Regions from separate parts of the Mus musculus genome. Here region 2 is linked to region 1. The links are chromatin contacts, called in public HiChIP or PLAC-seq maps. All regions are on one chromosome and are shown on one strand. Each heading gives the region's core, a stretch centred on a gene start, on an enhancer-like site or on the middle of the called end of the contact. The rest is flanking DNA. Distances are from core to core; before and after follow the strand shown. Region 1 has its middle 12 kb from the start of Mir6408. Region 2 overlaps Unc5b (unc-5 netrin receptor B).

Region 1 (5,266 bases), core at 1,856-4,355:
ATGAAAAGGAGCAAGTTGAGAAAGGAAAAATACAAAATATATGTGTCTTAGTCAGGGTTTCTATTCCTGGGCAAAACATCATGACCAAGAAGCAAGTTGGGGGGGAAAGGGTTTATTCAGCTTACACTTCCACACTGGGGTCCATCACCAAAGGAAGTCAGGACTGGAATTCAAACAGGTTAGGAAATAGGAACTGATGCAGAGGCCATAGAGGGATGTTACTGGATTGCTTCCTCTGGCTTGCTCAGCTTGCTTTCTTTATAGAACCCAAGACTACCAGCCCAGGGATGGTACCACCCACAAAGGATCCTCCCCGCTTGATCATTAATTGAGAAAATGCCTTACAGCTGGATCTCACAGAGGCATTTCCTCAAGGGGGACTCCTTTCTCTGTGATAACTCCAGCTTGTGTCAAGTTGACACAAACCAGCCAATATAATATGGTCCAAGTATTAATGGGACACCAGGAAGTAGAACGGAGCTGAATTCTATATTGTAGGAGATAAAAGATTAAGGGAATGGGTCTTTGGAGCAAGATCCCACCCAGCTAAGTTTAGGTCCAGGCATGGTGGTACACACCTTTAATCCCAAAAGACAGAGCCATGTAGATCTCTGAGGTTCAAGGTCAATCTACAGAGCAAGTTTCAGAGCAGTTGAGCTTAGGCAGTGACAGAACTGGAAAACAGAAAGCTGGTACTAGAATAAGGGGGCTGTGTTCCAGCCCAGCAAGCAGCAGAATCCAGCAGCTTTGACCACGTGGTTCTGGCTTTAGAGTCAAGAATAGAAGGGACTACTGGGACAATTGATACTGGTTAGCTGAAGCTAAGAAATTATTGGTGATTAAGACCAGCATCACTGAGATGAAATCTTCTGGGAAGTGTTTTCTGAGAGCACAAAGAAGCTATGTTTCAGAGATATCCAAGGTTGTACCTCCTGCTGTAGCTGGATTTGGTAATGTGTAAGAGTCACCCAGGTTGTACTGGTTTTGAAAGCATGAAGGGGTCATGGAAAGAAGCTGACTATTGGCACTGTGAAAGGCCATGGAAGGCCACTGGTGTGAAGATGCTGCCTCAGTTGTAGTTGAAGGCCCAGAACTGAAGGGGTCATGCAAAAGAGTTGAGGCATGGCACTATGAAGAGAGCCTATGAGAGGCTATTGGTGAAGCCTAGTTGCAGTTGAAGACTCAAAGTATTGGATATGCCAGTACCATGGGAGGATCACAGAGAACAGCTGCAACAGTGTGGTAGAGTCAACAAAGCCTATAGTGCTACAGAAGGTAGCAGACTTCAGAAGAAGATGTAGAACTCTCAGCTCCTCATGCACCAGGCCCGCCTGGATGATGCTGGACTGAACCTCTCATCCTGTAATCCAGCACCAATTAAATGTTATCATTATAAGAGTTGCCTTGGTCATGGTATCTGTTCACAGCAGTAAAACCCTAACTAATTCAGTATGCTTGTGTGCTCTCATAACTTTTGAAATCAGAACATAAAGTGTGGTTCTCTCTTCTTTGTTCATCCTCATCTGCTTTGTTTGCCTATTTTGAGTCTTCTACATTTCCAAGTGACTTTTAGAAGAAAGTGTCCACTCTGGGAAACTCTGCCCTTTCAACAACATTGAGTATTGTAATTCATGAACGTGGGTTATCTTTCCATCTATCCAGCTCTTCAGTGTCTTAAAACAGTATTCTGTCATCTCTGTATGTATGCAAATATTTTATTTCTTTGACTGAAGTTATTTCTAAAAACTGTACTCTTTTTTATACTATTATACACAGAACCATTTATTTCATTTTTTGGTAACTTTTTGCTAGCATAAAGAAGCACTGTCATTTTGTGTGTGTGACTCTCAGACTGTATATCTTTCCTAACATCATTTATTAGCTTTAATTGTATGTTCATTTTCTTAACATATCATTATACATATATCATTTTATGTATTATAAAAACAGAAATGGCTTTAAATCTTACTTTCTAATATGGCTGCTTTTCAATTTTTTTTCCTCACCTCATTCCTCTGCCTAGAATCCAGCACATATTGGAAAGAAGTTAAGGCAAGCATATTTGTTTTCTTTCTGACTTTAGAGCCTACATTCAAGTTTTCTTTCCTTTTAAATGACACCTTTATAAATACATTTTGTGTGTGTGTGTGTGTGTGTGTGTGTGTGTGTGTGTGCCACAGTGTTCATGTGGAGGATGGGGAACAACTTTTGGAAGTCATTTCTCTCCTTCTACTGTGGGGTCCCAGGAATCAAAGGCAGGTTTGTTGGCAACCACCTTTACCTGCTGAGAAATCTCACCCATACCACTTCATATTCAGATGGCTCCAGTGGTTAATTATATAAAACACCTAAGGTCAGAACCAAATCTATGGAAACCCCTCAGTCACAGAGGAGGAGGGAAAATTCCTTTCTTGGAGCAAATAGTACCCTGATGCCCTAACCAAGGCCGGGAGAGGAAGGGAGAGCTCCAGTCAGTACCAGTGCCAACAAAGAACATGGGACTCAGCAAGACATAGTAAGCCAAACATGGGAATATGTGAGCAGATCAATTCATGACTCAGTGAAGTTTCTTTTAAGAACACACAGTTGTTTGACATTCAATATACCTTATTATTTTAATAAGCAAAACAGAAACAAAAAGACATCAAAAAGGTATTGGAGGGGCTGAAGAGAGACTTCAGTAGTTAGGAGGGCTTACTGCATAATCTCAAGGGCCTGAGTTCAGATCTCAGCATCCACGTAATAAGATGAGTGTGGCCTTGTTTGTGCCTGGAACTTCTGCACTGTGGCACGGGGAAAGCAGAGACAGGAAGATCAGGGGTGGGGGGTGTCTAGTTGAAATACGACCCCATGAATTCCAGGTTCAGGGAGAGACCCTGCCTCAAAGAATAAGATGGAGAATGATACAGGAGAATGCCTTTCTCTGGCCCACTTGTGCACACAGGTAAACTCGCCTGCACACACACACACACACTCTCAGAGGGGGGTATTAGACAAAATTGTACACTCCTTCATGATTTAAAGCACCCCCCCAAAGCAACCGTGTCATAAACTAAGCCTAGAAGGGAGCATCCAGAACCCTAGTGAGGACATCTCTGAGTCAGAATGAATACCACAACTTGATGGTAGAAAACCCTGTTTCCACCTGAGCTTGAAAATCAGAGGGGCTCTAGTTGGTGCAAACAGACAAGAAAAAATAGAACAAGATATAAGCTTCATAGGCTGAAAAGATATCAAAGGTGAGCGCTCCCCCCCCCCTCTGTCCCTCTCTCCCTTCCTTCTGTAAATTTATCATCTTCCTATAAAGAAAATCCAAATGGATCAACAGAAAAAAACACTAGGATTGATTAGTGAGGTTGGCATGGTAACAAGATTCAAGGCTAATATGAAAAAAAATATCAATCGTATTTCTAAGCCCTGGAAATGAATAATTAGAAATGCAAATTTAGGAATATCATTTATAATGGCAGGAAATTCAGGAAATAGTTTGGAATAGTGGTAATAAAAATGTGTGTATTTCCTGTCGACTTAAGGTATAAATTATTAGTCACAGCAATTAAAAACTGATCTAAGTAAACAGAGAGTCATGCCAAATCCATGAATCAGAAAATATAACAGTGTGCAGACTCAAAGCCTTTGCCGCCAAAGCCCAGCATGGTGTAAAAAACAACACACTTGCTTGAAACTAAACAAGGAAGCAATAGGCCAATTTGGAGAAAAAGAAAAATATCTCGGATCTTCTTATACCAAATTTCAAGAGTTCCTAATAAGCTATATGAAGGGCAGTGTGGTATTAGCACAATGCTAGTAGATATTTAATTTAATTGAACAGATAAAGTCATAGAACACAAAACAGATAGATGACTGTCCTAACAGGAGTCAATGGTGGCAAGAGATTGAAGGTCATATGTGGGAGATAATCTTCACCGAAGGCCTGAGGAACCAGGTGTTCAAGGGGAAAAGGAAACAGACTCCAAGCCTTACTTCACACCAAACACACGCAAGCACATGTGTGCATGTGCGTGCGTGCGTGCGCGCGCGCACACACACACACACACACACACACACACAGAGTTCAGATGCACCATAAACCAAAGCATAAGTGCTAAAGTTCTGAACTCCCACAATAAAACAGGATAAGTCATTGTGACTTGGAGTTCAACGTAGATTTCATCTCTGATTTTTAAAGAAGCACAAACCATAAAAACTAATAAAATAGGCTTCACACAAACCTAAGACTACTGACAACAGGCTTACCTATCTCCTCACTTCCCTATCAGTATGGCTGAGTGAGAATGGACGGACTGATGGATGAACGGACAGACAGACAGACAGACAGAAGGATGGGTAGATGGGGGGGAATGAATGGATGGATACATACATGGTGTCCTAGTTAAGGTTGCTATTGCTGTAGTAAAACACCATGACCAAAAGCAGCTAGGAGAAAAAGGGTCTTATTTGGAACACACTTCCCCTGCCCTGTCTTTGAAAGAAGCCAGTACAGGAACTCAAACCCGGTAGGAACCTGGGGGCAGGAGCTGATGCAGAGGCCATGGAGGAGTACTGTTTACCGGCTCCACCATCACAGAGAGCTCAGCCTGCTTTCTCATAGAGCCCATGACCACCAGCTCAGGGGTGGCACCACCCACAATAGGCTGGGCCCTTCCCAATCAATTACTAATTAAGAAAATGCCCTACAGGTTTGCCTATGGCCAGATCTTGTGGAGGCGTTTTTCTTGATAGAGGTTTTTCCTCTTTTCAGATGACTCTAGCTTGTGTCAAGTTGACATGAAATTAGCCAGTGCCGATAAGAACATGACAGAGGGGCAAGAAAAGGGGGAGGGAAGGGTGTAGCTTGTCCTGAGCAGCAGGATATAATGGGAAGAATGCTGGGGAGGGGGCAGTAAAAAGCCCTCTTCAGTGGGTGGTGGCTTCCCTTTCCTGAGATTTACTGTTCTCAGCTAATCAGGAGCAAGGAGAACCTGCTGGCCTCCATACAGAGAAAAAGAAGGCATATTCTCCCCCCGTGTCATCTCTTTTCCCTGTTCTTGGCACACACTGACCTCCTGGGCTTCTAGCTCAGATCCAGACCTCCAGTCAGTGTTCAGCAGACCCTAGCAGCTTCATAGTAATCTCCCCTTCTGGTCTTCTGTACCCATTCTCTCCTTCTTGGTTCCAGAAGGCAGATGAGAGCAAGAGAGGAGGTCCCATTCAGATGTGTCCAGTGGAGGGAAGAACAAAACCCAGAAATGAATCTCCAAGAGCC
Region 2 (5,266 bases), core at 1,556-4,055, 94 kb before region 1:
AGACCTGCTTGCTCGCTTGCCAGAGGGCTTGGTGAGCCCCCCTGGTCCACCCTCTCTGAAGACTGCCTGTGAGGCCAGAAGCTCTGGACCTAGGGGATGGGATTCAAAGGCAGGGAGAGCCAGAAGCCAGAGCATCATCTGTCTTGGGAGTCCACTCCCCAGAGTCTCTTGCTGGGCTCCACATGCCCTCTGGTACTCCCTTTCAAAGTGTCCCGAGCCCTTCTCAGGCCAGCGGCTCCCACAGGATGTGGATGTCTGGCTGGCTGGCTGCAATCTCTACCACATCCCCTCTGGGCACTATCCAGGCCCAGGGCTGAGGAGTGCTGGACCACAGGAGTGACTCCACCCTCAGTCCCCATCTTGGCCAATTCTGGCCCAGCCTCTGGTTTACACACCCACTTCTCCCAGCGAAAGCTAGTCAGTCCTACCCTTAGGAAGCCAGTCCTTAGCTTGGGGCTAAACCTCCTGTGGAGTTTAGCAAAGACGGAGAAGGGTGAGGGGCTGGTGTGGGGGGGCTGGTGGGGGATGGTGGTGGCTGCTAACTGGTTCCACCTCGGTCTTGCTCAGAGCTCTCAGCCGGGTCCCTGGTGGCCCCCTGGAGAGGGGCTGTCTGCAGATAATCAGGGGACAGATTTGGAAAGGAGGAGGAGAAAAGCACCCAGGCGCCAGACAGGATCCTTATCTGCTGGGGCGGAATGTCAGAGGCAGCACACTGGTGCGAGAGGCCTGGAGGAGGCCGCATCTGCATCTGAGCCTGGGAGGGCAGAGGAGACCCTCCTGGGTCCTAGGGGACAAACATGGGGGGGGGGGGACTTTCTGGGCCAGACAGGGAGGAATGCAATCTACCCGGAAAGGACTAGATGCCACATCCTGTAACCGCAACCCCCACCCCCACCCCCACCCCCACCCCACCCTGGCTCTAAATTCTCACCTCCCCCAACAGAGACGGGAGAGGGACCGAGATTCCCAAGGACAACCAGACCTAGCAATCCCTAAATGGCAGGGCTGTCTGAGTCACAAGACTAGCTGGGCCCCCTGGCTAGCTGTGCTCCTGCACCCCAGAAACCCCACGCAAGTTCTACTGCAAATTCTAGGACACTTACCTCCCCTCCCCAACCTAGAAGAAAATACCACACAAAGGCAGGACCCAGAAGCCCCAAGAAGGCCACGGAGGAGCACTAGGACCCCTAGGACACTCTGAGCAAAACCCCAGGCTCCAGTGTGGAAGGCACATTTCTGGTGGGCACTGTTTACCTGTGATGGATTCCCTGGCCGGGCCAGGGCTCTCCTGGGCCTTTCCCTTGGGTCAGGATCAAGGGCACAGGCCTCAGGTTCCTGTTCAAACCCAGGATCTGCCACTGTGAACTTTGAACAGTAGTCTGAAGTGCTCACTGCCCAAGGCTTCAGTACCCTTCGCTATAAAATGGGCTTTCCGGCTCTTGTCTGTCTTTTCCACATCTGACATTCTATGACTCTACCTAACAGCTCCTGAGAACCTGAACTACCTGTAATGAGAAAGCCAGGAGACACAGATAGCTCACATACAATATTCACAGAACATCAAATGGTGCCCATGTGCTCTGGGGCATCCTGGGAGCCAGCTGGGGGCCCAGATTTTAACTTCCTGGTGACCTCTGCCAGAGGCAGTAGCCCGGTTCATATCACAGGGACAGAGCCACAGAAGGAAATGCCAGCAAGGTTCTGAAGACTGAACCAGAGGGCATCTATTCTGTGCCCCACCCCCAGCCCCAGGGAGGCCTGGCTGGCCTGTCTCTCAGCTGTCAGCTGCAGAGCTGTTTCCCTATTAGCTGCTCTGGCTGCTGAAGGAGCAAGGAGCTCTGGACAGACTACAGAGCTGTGAACAAAAGCCAGGCCAGGCAGTGGCTGCCCTTGGGGCTGAAGTGATGGACAGGGGCCTGAGGAGCCACAGGGGAGGGGAGACAATGGGAGTGGGTGGGTGTCCAGGCAAACAGGTTTGGCCAGTGGAAGGGAAACTGAGAGTGAGCAGGAACCTCCAGCATTTTCCGGGGCTGTTATTCTAAGCAGCTTTTTATTTATTCAGAGGTCAGGGATGCGGCTTAACAACTGTCAGCTCGATATTTATTACAGGTGCATCAGCCTGGACCACGGACCCTGTGATGAGGTGACCACAGGACCTTCTTTCCCCCCACCACCCATCTCCTTAGTGTGGCTACTTGGAAACCTGCAAGGAAAGGCTGAAGGGCCTTACTTTGCTGAAAGACAGCCAAAGCCAGCTCTTGGTTTACTTTGGGGGAAACTGAGGCACCAATCTACCTCCAGATCATAGAGCATCCTGGTCGTTGTAATAAACTAATGCTCTGGAAGAGATCAGACTCCAGCAGCATTTAGAAATGCAGTTAGCAACCTGCCTGTCAGCCCAGAGGATCCAGGCACAAGACTGCAAGCCTTGCTTCCAACGTGCTCAAACTGCTACTGCCTCAGTTTCCCCTTCTGCATAAGCAGGGTCATGCCACCCACTTCCTACCTAGGCTGGAAGACACCCTGCAACTAGAATTTGCTTATTCACTTTTACGTGGCCCCGGGATGTGGGGAGGAGAGACTCAGAGTGTGGGGGGGGGGTCTCTCTATAGCCACCAAGTGCCTTCCTTATTAGGTTCCTAACAAAGGCTTCTAAGGAAGGCAGAGGCAACCAATAAATCTCCCTCACCAAGAGTCTCTTCCTAACAGACTGAAGACGTGTAAATGACCCAGTGCATTGCTGGGAGTGCCAACAGGCGGAAGTGGTGGTGACATCATGCGCCCATCCGGCTCCGAGCCTTCCAGCAGCCTGAGGTCAGCTCACAGAGCCCTGGCACCTCCCCCAGCAGCCCCACACCGAGCCAAGAGGAGCCTGGCACTGCCAGCGCTGGGGCTGGGCTGACAGCTTGGAGTCCCTCCTTCCTCACGTCCCCTCTCTGTGATGCTTCCCCCCCCACACACACACACTCCAACCCCCACCACCCCAATCGCATCCCTGAACAGCATTCACCAGCAAACGTGAGATTGCTGCTTCTCATATAACACATGAGCTGTGGTGTGAACTTCTGGTAAATGGAGATCTTATTTAAACTGCGTGCTATCAGGGGAGAAGAGACAGGTTCCAACACAGCTCAGCTCTGTTGCCAGAAAAAAGGAGATGCCGGCACTGCTGGAGCCCAGAGCCATTGGTGTCTCTCAGGCACCAGGAGAGGGGCAACAGGGCCCTGGACAGCACTTTGCCATTTATTTGGGAGAGACGGACAGGATACCAGTTTCCTAATAGGGTTTGGCAAGGTTACCTCACTAGGGAACTGTTTGCTCTGTGGGACAAAAGAATGCCGTAAGGTCACAGACATCTCCAGAATGACAAAATGTAGGTGGGACAGGAGGGCCCAGAGTATACCTAATCACAGCCCTCTGCCTTCTTTGCAGACAGAACTACAAAGGAACTGAAGTCCCAGCACCCAGCCTACAGCCACTGTTGCTGGAATCTCTGTGTGCCCACTGTTGGGGCTCATGGTTGGGGAATACAGGCTAGAATCTCTTGGAGCCTTGCAAAGACCCAATGTCTATGCCAGACTTAAATATGCAGACGGGGTTGGGGGGAGCAGGCGTGTGAACTCTAGCAAATTCTAGCTAACACTTCTGTGACACACTTAGTGACACACTTAGCGAGCAAATGTTCACTGAGGCCTACTCTGTGTGGGACACTGTTCTGGCCACTGGGCCATTCCCAAGGGACACAGCTCTGCCCTCATGGAGTGAGAAAGCCAGCTAAACCAGAGAACTTCTGTGTACAGGCACATGAGAACTCCAGGTGGTGGTAGGTGCTGATGGATGGGGCTGTTAAGCTTTCTAAGAGGGGACACCTGAGCGGACACAGGACAAAAAGCTGCCAGTCTGGTCAAACTGAGGGTTCCAGTGTTCCACAGTGGAGCAGATTTCCTTATGTGGACGCGAGGGCCCTTCTCCATGAGCTATGGAATCCACGCTTCTGCCAACACCCCTTACATTCACGAGGTGCCCATGGGAACATGCCATGTTCAAAATGTGCCTAGCCATTTGAGGCCAACAGACATTATAACACTTTCTCTCTTCAGGAAATTCTACAGGTGACAGGGCTATGGGGACAATGGAAAGTGTTTGATGGAATGAAGGAAGGGAGTGGAGTCTATTAAGCTAACCCTACACCTATCAGGTAGGGAAAGTCTCAGAGAGAAGTATACTGCTTAGATGTGGCCTCTCTGCTTTGAAGGGGGATGGGGACAATGGCCCCACTGCCCTCTCAAAGTTGTCACCACCACCAACCCCTTGCACCAAACCTACACCAAGTTTCTGCCACTCAGTTACACTCATGTAAATAGCCCATTCTGCCCATTCTCGCCATGGTACAAGCCTGGGACACACCCAGGGCACGTCCATGGCTCCTCCAGTTTGTGGAAGATGGGGATGGCCTTTCCTCTCACAATACCAAAACTACCCAGACAAAATGGTACCAGATAAGGCTGTGGAGTTTGAAGTCTGGTGAAATCTGGAATCTCGCCTGTAGGGAACATAGGTCCTAGCGATCCACCGCTCAATTACATCAAGAAAGAAAATAGGACAGAGTTGGGTTGGAGTGGCTGACCCACATACCCAGGGAGAGAGAGGGGCAGATGGACGTCTTCAGATGTCCCTGCTCAGGAAAAGCAGGCTGGGTCACTGGTCAGTCAGTGGACAGACAAGTGAAATCAATTTCTAGCATGGCGACTGGCTTATGGAGAGTCGTCCCTGATTCTACCTTTGGGGGAAGGCCTGGAAACCAGCTTGTGTGGCCTTAGCTCTTCTGGACACTTGGGACCAGCGGCTTCCCTCTCAGCTCAGAGTCCTGCTCAATCTGTCAAAAGTTTGCCTGGCGTTTGATCGCCAGAAACTCATATAAAAAAGGTAGGCATAACGGCCCACATTTGCAGTCCCAGCACTGGGGAGGCAGAGACAGGCTGGCTCCTAGGTCTATCTGACTTAGAGCTCTCCTAAGTGAATTCCACACCAGTTAGAGACCCTGTCTCCAAAAGAGATGGATGATTCATCCCTGAGGAATGACGCCCCAGACTGTCCTCTGGCCTCCCCACACATGTCAGCTTCACACGCAGGACTACATACACAAGCCTTGGAAGGTGTCCAGCAGGATGCGATTCTCACACTGGCTTATTCAAGTCCAGAGGTCACCCTCATTGCTCTGTGATGAGACTGTTGTTTACCGTCCCTAAGATGAACTGAGGACAGT

The links. HiChIP or PLAC-seq counts read pairs in DNA pulled down with a chosen protein or histone mark.
Region 2: a contact with region 1 is called in an HNF4G HiChIP or PLAC-seq map of pancreatic cancer cells. The contact joins two enhancer-like sites. A contact is called at or near these places in 1 of 484 Hi-C or Micro-C datasets (cerebral cortex), 5 of 115 datasets of contacts at active chromatin or transcription factors (VIP interneurons, embryonic midbrain, embryonic stem cells and 2 more) and 2 of 9 other capture datasets (liver and pancreatic islet).

The regions. Positions count from the first base shown.
Region 1 is chr10:60,908,001-60,913,266 of GRCm38.p6, forward strand. No RefSeq gene overlaps it. Among named protein-coding and RNA genes, the nearest start is that of Mir6408, 12 kb to the right of the region's middle. Within about 2 kb of position 3,106, at least 1 of the 459 cell types and tissues checked has an H3K27ac peak or open chromatin away from gene starts, as enhancers often do. A contact at or near this core is called in pancreatic cancer cells, where this site is marked.
Region 2 is chr10:60,814,261-60,819,526 of GRCm38.p6, forward strand. All of the region lies in intron 1 of Unc5b (unc-5 netrin receptor B), which reads right to left. Among named protein-coding and RNA genes, the nearest start is that of Unc5b, 15 kb to the right of the region's middle. RefSeq lists an enhancer at 1-2,583. Within about 2 kb of position 2,806, at least 157 of the 459 cell types and tissues checked have an H3K27ac peak or open chromatin away from gene starts, as enhancers often do. A contact at or near this core is called in pancreatic cancer cells, where this site is marked.